Regions from separate parts of the Mus musculus genome. Here all the other regions are linked to region 1. A link is a contact called in public Hi-C data. All regions are on one chromosome and are shown on one strand. The core of a region is the stretch at or near the end of the contact, and the rest is flanking DNA. Distances in the headings are between cores, read along the strand shown. Region 1 has its middle 35 kb from the start of Smim38. Region 2 has its middle 24 kb from the start of Ccnd1. Region 3 has its middle 42 kb from the start of Ccnd1.

Region 1 (2,664 bases), core at 49-2,548:
TCCACCTCAGTGTATTCAGAGGAGGGCTTTTGTCTCCTACCCCGTGGCAATTTTACCACCCGGACTCCTGCCTGGCCTGGAGTTCCCCTCCATTGGCCACCAGCCACCACCACTGGCTGGAGCAGAGATCACCGCCCTGCATGCTGTGGTCACGAGGAGTCCCTGCCCTTTAGTTATGTGGTAGTTTATGTGCCAGGGGAAAGCAAGGCCAACCAGTCCCTGGTGCCCCCAAACACATTCTTGGCATCTCACAAAAATGCTGAAGGTACCTGATTAGAGAAATGCTTTGGGCTCTATGGGCCATGAACTCTGAGCCCTAGGGAGGCAGTGACTTCACACCTCCCCCTCGCCCACCCCGTCCCTGCCAAGTCTGAGCTGCCTACCACATCAGTGACACCATCGCGGTTTCTCTGTCCACGCACATGGCCAGTGTTTCTGTTTTCTTGAGGCATCAGCTTTGATACACACAGAAAAGGGCGGGGGATGTTAATGTGGGGAAGGTATCTATTAAGGTCTGAGCTCCAGTTCCTTCCTGTCAAACGGAAATAAGGATAATCATGTGTGCACATTAAACTGCACATGTCAGAGTCCCCATGGTGGTCACTGTCACCCCAGAGTCTGTTCCAACACTGGCCCAGCCCAAGGTCAACCATTTCCCCATTCAGGGTTCAGTGCCTTCTACACTTTCCAATGTCCATAGAGGACAGAGGATATGTCAGAACATGGCCAGATTTGCATCCCAAACTGGACCCCTTCGGCAGCTCACAGTGGAAACCATGTGGTTGACCCAGAAGTGGACACCCACACATTTCTCCACCTATCAGTCTGCCCATCAGATACCTCCTGGGCATCTTTCTATATACCAGTTCCTCCCTGAGCACCTGGGACTTGGCCAAAAGTAAACTACATCTCTATCCTGGTGAGGTTCACATTCTAGCCAGAGAAAGCCCATGATAGGGGACCCCTAAATACACACCACATCAGACAAGAGGAACACCAAGGGACAAGCCAGGCCGGGAGAGGAGACAGTCCTGGAGACACACTCCTGCCCTACAGTCTTCTGGGGTCCCTTAGGCCAGAAGATCTACACATACATTCAGATGGGCAAGGGGGGACAGTAGAGAGGACAATACACGTGGGCCTTGCAGTCAAGGAAAGCTGCCCAGCCGCGAAGGAAGCCTTTATGAAAATAGGAAGGAAAGATCATTTAGGTAACCACCAGTCTAGCCTTAGAGTGGGGAGGTGAGCGGACTGGGACAGGATCCACCCACTGCCGCTGGAGCTCTGCTGTCCTCTGCTGGACAGATCAGGGATTTCAGGTACCCTAGTCTGGGACTCCTATCTCCTGGATAATCTGCGCCTGCCCCAGGCCCTCACCTGTATGCAAAACACCTCTGGGTGCCAGTTCATACTACCAGCTGGACCCTATGAAGGGCACACATCCCGTTACCCAAGCCAATTCTGGGTGCCCTATGGGTTTACAAGGTGCCAGTGACACCAGCCCACAGCAGGCTCTACTGGGGCCTCAGACATCAATGGCATCTGGGTCTGCATACAGGTGCCAGCTGTCCCAGTGCACACCTCACCTGGGGGAGGGACACTGCTTAAAATGCTCATTGAGACAGGTGAACACAGGACGGAGCACCTTTGTATAGATGCAGAGGTGAAGGGGGTGCTGTCAAGGAGCCCCCAAACTGTGTGCCAAGTAGAGAGCCCGTGAGAAATGCAGCCCCTTCCTTGCTGCCCTGTCACACCAGGCTTCTGTCAGCCATTTTTCAGTGATGCTACATACCATCCAAAGCCTTTCTTAGGAGCTGTGCTCTCCAGAGTGCCTACAGGTCCAGGGTTCAGTGAGGTCAATCCTAAATTATACACAAGGAAACAGAAGCAGTGGGAGAGGGGCCCAGAATAGTGCCCTGGCCTGGAGAAATCCCCAGATATTATCTCCTAAGAATCACCATTAAGTAGGTTGATCTATCTATCATCTATCTATCTATCTATCTATCTATCTATCTATCTATCTATCTATCTATCTACCTACCTACCTACCTACCTATCTACCTATCTATCTATCTATCATCTATCTAAGGTCCACAGATCCCAGAGGGGCTGATCAACCCACAATGTCTAGAACAATCCCCATCTAAGCAGGCAGCGGTGAGTACCAGCCAGCATGTGCCTGCTTGTGGACCCCTCCAGCTCAGGACAGTGTGTTTTCACCAGAGGACAGCACTCTGTCCCACTGGTAGCCCTAGCCCAGCTCAAATATCTTCCAATGCTATCACTTCAGAACAAAGTGACAAGCCAACATGGACAGAACCTGCTTCCCTAGATCACTACATAGAAACAGAAACTGTCTCTTAAGCCACTCTGTCCCTACTGACTTCCAGTCCCACCTCAGGAGTCTGGTGGCCTAGGGTCCATCATCAGCATGAGTGCTGGTAAGAAGCACCCACAGAGGACTGAGCTGCCTCAAGCCTCTATGACAGGTCACCACCGACTGGGGTACACAGACCAGACTGTCTCCCTTCACAGTTTGCAAAGCCAGGCATCCAAGTTTGCTGACATCTGGGCCCCACCCCTCCAAAGGGCCCAGGGAGGAGCCTTCCTTAGCTCTAGCTTCCTGATTCCCAGGCCTCCCTCAAGACATACCTGTATCACTCG
Region 2 (2,664 bases), core at 58-2,557, 280 kb before region 1:
TACACTCGTATACACAATCACAAATAAGATAAATCATTGAACAATTTATCTAAAGTTTTTGTCAAGTTTGGAGATCAATGTTGCACTTTGTTTATAAAATTATCTTACTTTTTTGCCAGGATAGGGGAGATGGCTCAACTGGTAAAGGTGTTTGCCACCTAACCTAAGACCCCACATTCTATCCCTGGAATCCACATGGTGGAAGGAGAGAATCAGCCCACACAACTTGCCCTCTGACCGCCACACATCACAGCACATGGTCCAACCCCCTCCCCATAAATAAAATAAAAAAATATTCTTTTGTCTCATCTATGCCTGAAAGAGCTTTGAACGGGAAATGAGAACTATTTAAAGCAGTGTCTGTGGATCCCTCTGGGCTTGGAGGGCAACGAAGGTGTTTTTAATCCCCTCACATTCTCTCTCTTTCTCTCTCTCTCTCTCTCTCTCTCTCTCTCTCTCTCACACACACACACACACACACATACACACACACACACACAGACACACACACAAACACACACACAGACACACTCCAAATCTTCTTTGAACTCTGTAGCAGAGGCTGGCTTTGAACCCCTGATTCCCCTTCCTCAATCTACCAATGGCTGGGACTGCAGGTGTGTGCCACCACACCCAGCTTTAAACTTTACTGTTAGGAAGAGTGTGGGGATAAATACCCATCCTTTCTTCCTTTACGCCCTTGTTCATTTTGTTTTTTTATGAGCTTATCTCTTTGTAAGTAACTGTTATCACAGAGGGTCTGAGATTTAGACTCTGATCAGCCTATCCACCTGGTCTCCACCCCTCCTGCTGAGCCCATATAAGTTCTTGCTAGCCATCAGTGATACCAATGATGCCAACTTTTTATGTCTTTGCCAATCTGATAGATAAATCAAAACCAAAAGCAAAAGTCCTTGGGACATTTCAATTTGTGTTCTTTAATTAGTGCTGAAGTTGCTCTCTCTCTCCATATATGTGTGTGTGTGTGTGTGTGTATGTGTGAGTGTGTGTATAAGTTAATATATTATTTTTCAATATATTATTACATAATATATTGTTATAACATAACCTTTTGTCATGCTTTTCAAGAGCTCTTTATATATTACAGATCCTTAAATATCTCACTGGTCAGCTAAAATCTCTCTAGCATGTAGAACTTGTTACAGAATTTTTTTTTTTAAATTTCACAGTATGCAAGTTTACTGTACTGGGCAGAGGCCAAAGTGAGGATGATTCAGTCTTGGGTCATGCGAAGAACTTGAACATGCCCTTTGAATATCCAGAGCTAACTTGAGAATTTGACTCAGCTCTTCAGTGTTCCAGTTTCAACAAGCTCTTCATAGGAAATGAGGGGGAAAAGAGGCTGGGACTGTGAGAACTCCTATCAGCTGAAAACTTACTAGAGACACAAGGAACCCTGCAGGTTAAAATTCATTTCCTGAGCAGCTGCTGGGGAAGCCAGAGTCTTTCTCAGGTTGTTTGGGCCTTGCACCATTGTTGGTTGGGTTCCTCCATGAAGGGTTGGTTGGTCCCTCCACGAAGGGAGGGAGATGTCTGCACTGTTTTGAGTCTCAGGATCCCTTTCCTATCCAGCTGTGGTTTTGCCACTTTGAGGGGCCCTGGGAGGAAACTGTGAACTTGTCATCTGGAGATCAAGCCTTTTTGTAAGACTTCTGTTAGCTCCCAACCCTGGGTGAGGCCAGGTCTCGGAGGGCCTTGTGCCAACCCAGCCTGATAGCCACAGGGAGGGGCAAGGCGGGTCCTCTCATGTGGAATCACCCATACATAGTTTGGCAAGCAGTTTTTTGAAACAAAGCAAACTATCAGGCCAAAGGTTTCAGACCCATAAAATAGAGCCTGGTGGTGTCTCGGAGGATGAGAGGGGTTGGCAGGCCCTGCCTCCCATCACTGAAAGTCTATTCCGAGAAGACAAAGATGGCAGGCCTGTGTAGGTGCCATTAAAATGGACCTTCCTTGTGTCATGGCCTGAAGCCTGCTAGGAAATGCTCTTGTGGGGCTGAGGAGGAGGCTAGGGGGGAACCACAGCAGTAGAGATAGCTGTGTCAGGAGGTCACAGAAAGAAGGGAGTCTGGGAAATCTCAGCCCAAAGCCCTGGTAATATCCAGACAGCCACTGCCACCCCCATGGTGACCAGTATGAGCTGTGAGGAAGCCACCAAGGATATAAGATAATGATTCAGAGGGCTCCCTGGGGGTCAGGCACTGAGGGACACAGAGGGCATGTGAACCAGCCTGCTGGGGGGTCAGGGAAATAGCACAGGATCCCAGTGGGAAGGAGAAGGTGCGCTGAGAGGACTGGACGTCGAACAGGGTCTATGACATCCAGGGACAGGGCACAGGGCCGATGTCCAGGATGGAAGCCAGGGGCTCTCTGTGGTGGCGGTGAGACTCTTCAGGCCGGGGAAAGGACTCACACTGCAGCGAGAAAACGCTTTGACTCCTAAGCAGAGAGTGAGGTTTGGGAACCCCTAGTGATGGGCAGCAGGGGTTGGGAACTCTCCAGACAGTGCCCCAACCCCCATCCAGGCCGCAGGCCAGGCTTCTCCCATGCAAGCCAGGGCTGTATCATGATCTACCTTGTGTAGCATGTGCTGGGGGTTGACATCAGGGAATGGAGTGGTGGAGGTGTGTGTCATGTGAGTGT
Region 3 (2,664 bases), core at 113-2,612, 260 kb before region 1:
GGGTCCTGGCCACTGTCTTTCTGTCTTTGATGAATTATGAAGTTCTAGGATCTATTCTTCACCCTGGTGATAGAGAGGGAGGGAGACAGAGAGAGGGAGAGGGAGAGGGAGAGGGAGAGAATGTGTGTGTGTGTGTGTGTGTGTGTGTGTGTGTGTGCACCCACACTCATGCATGCATGTGCACATATGTTCCTGTGCAGGGACACATCCATGACTATCCATATCGAAGCCAGAGGTCAACCTTGGGAGTTACTCCCTCAGGTGTTGTCCACCTTGTTTTTGATTTGAAACTAGGAGGTCTCACTATGTAGTCCTGGCTGGCCTGGAATTTGCTATGTAGACCAGGCTAGCCTCCAACTCTTCGAGTTTGCCTGTCTCTGACTCTGGGTGTTGGGATTAAAGGCATGCGCTACCATCATTGGTAGGTTTTTTTGTTTGTTTGTTTTTTGAGACCTCTCTCACTGGCCTGGAACTTGGCTATTAATTAGGCCATGCTGGCTGACCAGAGAGTCCCTGGGATCTATGCCTTAGTCCCCCTCCAAAGCTAAGGTTACAAGAACACTGACCAAATCTGGCTTTTCCACATGCATTCTTGGTATTAAATTCAGGTCTTCATGCTTGCCCAGAGAGCATTTAGCATCTGAATCATCTCCTCAGATTTCCTTGTCTCAGAATGTCAGCAGGGCAAGAGCTGAAGCAGGGGTTGCTGTGGCGGGTCTCTTTCCAGTCAAGCCACCTCAGGTCCAGTCTGTGAGTCCCCTGCAGCTATTCCCCCTGTAGAGGCTTTGGGACTGTGTCTACAGCCTTTGGTGGCATAAAAGTTTCCAAGGCCAGTGCCCTTTGCTAAGCCTCTCGGGCCCATAGCAGAGTGTGCAGTAGCACAGAGAACACAATAGAGAAGTTGCACAGTGTGTGTATGTGTGTGTGTGTGTGTGTGTGTGTGTGTGTGTGTGTGTGTGTGTGTGTGGTGTTGAATGGGTCTAAGGAAGAGAGGGAGAGGATGAAAAGTCAGGGTGTGGCCGGCCCCCCTCTCTTGGGTCTCTGCAAAGCATTGCCTCATAGGAGTGGTATTTTTTCCTTCACACAGGCCAAGTGGACTTGACCAGGAGCCTGCCTGGGTCATCTGTAGGGAAAGTCTATGGGAATAAGCGGCGCCTACCCGGGACCCAGCAACACTTCCTGACAGAGCTCAGCCCCTAGGGAATTCCCATGTTGTTGCCCAGGAGAGCTGGCCAGTGGGCATCAGGCTTTTCTGCTTGGCCAAGGCCAGCAGAGAGTCCCAGCGCCTGCCTTCCTATGCTTCCCTGGGCTGGCAGCATGGGTGAGCTGCTGTGAAGGGCAAGAAAGTGAATGGGAGACTGGCTACTGAATATCTCTCAGTTCCCTCTTCCTAGCCCATTTCCTGTTTTACACGGGGCTGCTCTTGGCTTCTCTGTAGATGCCCTCTGGGGCGTCTTTCCTCTGCAGTGAGAGGTTTGCCCACTGTAGGAGATCATCAGAGGGTGCTACCCTGGGGGAGTCCATTTTCAATAGGAAGCTAGCTGGGAGGTGGCTCCTGGAGACACAGCGCACATGCTCAGTTGCAGCTGCCTGGTCAGACAAGACTTCAGGACTTCAGGATTAAGTTTTGCAGATGAGTAAGTTTGAATGTATTGAGTAGATAAAGGGTTTATTGGTTGCACACCTGTCATCTTGGTCACTTAGTAATCTGAGGCAGGAGGATTGCTTTGGGATCAACTTGGACAGTTTATATAGCAAGATCTCTTTCTCTTGCTTCCTTCCTTCCTTCCTTCCTTCCTTCCTTCCTTCCTTCCCTCCTTCTTTCCTTCCTTCCTTCCTCCCTCTCTCTCTCTCTCTCTCTCTCTCTCTCTCTCTCTTTCTGTCTTTCTTTCTTTCGTTTGTTCGTTCATTTAGTCAGGTTCTCATGTAGCCCAGGTTGGCCTCACATTCACTATATAGATGAGGCTGGTCTTGAAAATCTGATCCCCCTGCTTCCATCTCCCAAGTGCTGTCATCTCAATAGAAATTAAGTCACAGCCCATGAAGACCTTCCCACCCATGTGACTACACTAGTTCCTCCTCCCACTGAGGCTGTGGACATAGCCCTCCCACCCCAAACATCCTTTACTCCTTTGTCAGCCGGGCTGTTTTACCCATAGACATGGTGCCTCGGCTATAACATTGCCCAAGGACCCTTGAGTTTGTAGCTTCTGGGGACATAGGTGGTCTGACCTGGTTTCTGCTGGACTAGTGTATCTTGAGACAGATGGAGCCAGAGGCACCCTTGTTTTCCTGGGCCTGGCTTTGGTCCCCACCTCAGTCAGTCTCAGCAGGTGGCCTGTGAGTCAAGGGCGGTGAGACTTGGCTTTCTTTAGTTTGCTGGTAAAAGTGAAAGTCCAGCCCCAGTTCCAGGCCCCCTTCTGACTAGAAGCCAATGGGTCCCCACCCAAAGCCTCACCCAGGGGCTGGCATTTGATCTGTTGGAATTTCCTGCTTGAGGCTGACTCCCAAACCCTCCTGTCCACTCCGCCTACCTTCCCTGCCAGGCTCTTCTTGTCCCTCAGAGAAAGAGTTGAGAGGCCCTGTGTCCTGCAGGACAATCCTTCCCTGTCTGCTCCAGCCCTTCTGCTGGTTCTGGATCACAAGAGGAAAAGACAACTCAGG

Evidence for each region. A called contact is a pair of places that touch in the nucleus more often than the background predicts.
Region 2: a contact with region 1 is called in a Hi-C map of bone marrow-derived macrophages, with 42 read pairs. The contact joins two enhancer-like sites. A contact is called at or near these places in 1 of 15 datasets of contacts at CTCF or cohesin (large pre-B cells), 4 of 484 Hi-C or Micro-C datasets (bone marrow-derived macrophages, cranial neural crest, embryonic fibroblasts and 1 more) and 3 of 115 datasets of contacts at active chromatin or transcription factors (embryonic fibroblasts, embryonic stem cells and pancreatic cancer cells).
Region 3: a contact with region 1 is called in a Hi-C map of bone marrow-derived macrophages, with 39 read pairs. The contact joins two enhancer-like sites. A contact is called at or near these places in 1 of 15 datasets of contacts at CTCF or cohesin (large pre-B cells), 4 of 484 Hi-C or Micro-C datasets (bone marrow-derived macrophages, embryonic fibroblasts and nephron progenitors), 3 of 115 datasets of contacts at active chromatin or transcription factors (bone marrow-derived dendritic cells, oligodendrocyte precursor cells and pancreatic cancer cells) and 3 of 9 other capture datasets (embryonic stem cells, embryonic tail and embryonic trunk).

What each region holds. Positions count from the first base shown.
Region 1 is chr7:145,241,998-145,244,661 of GRCm38.p6, forward strand. It overlaps a transcript of Tpcn2 not described here. Among named protein-coding and RNA genes, the nearest start is that of Smim38, 35 kb to the left of the region's middle. Within about 2 kb of position 1,299, at least 19 of the 459 cell types and tissues checked have an H3K27ac peak or open chromatin away from gene starts, as enhancers often do. A contact at or near this core is called in bone marrow-derived macrophages and pancreatic cancer cells, where this site is marked.
Region 2 is chr7:144,962,829-144,965,492 of GRCm38.p6, forward strand. No RefSeq gene overlaps it. Among named protein-coding and RNA genes, the nearest start is that of Ccnd1, 24 kb to the left of the region's middle. Within about 2 kb of position 1,308, at least 51 of the 459 cell types and tissues checked have an H3K27ac peak or open chromatin away from gene starts, as enhancers often do. A contact at or near this core is called in bone marrow-derived macrophages and pancreatic cancer cells, where this site is marked.
Region 3 is chr7:144,980,494-144,983,157 of GRCm38.p6, forward strand. No RefSeq gene overlaps it. Among named protein-coding and RNA genes, the nearest start is that of Ccnd1, 42 kb to the left of the region's middle. Within about 2 kb of position 1,363, at least 69 of the 459 cell types and tissues checked have an H3K27ac peak or open chromatin away from gene starts, as enhancers often do. A contact at or near this core is called in bone marrow-derived macrophages and pancreatic cancer cells, where this site is marked.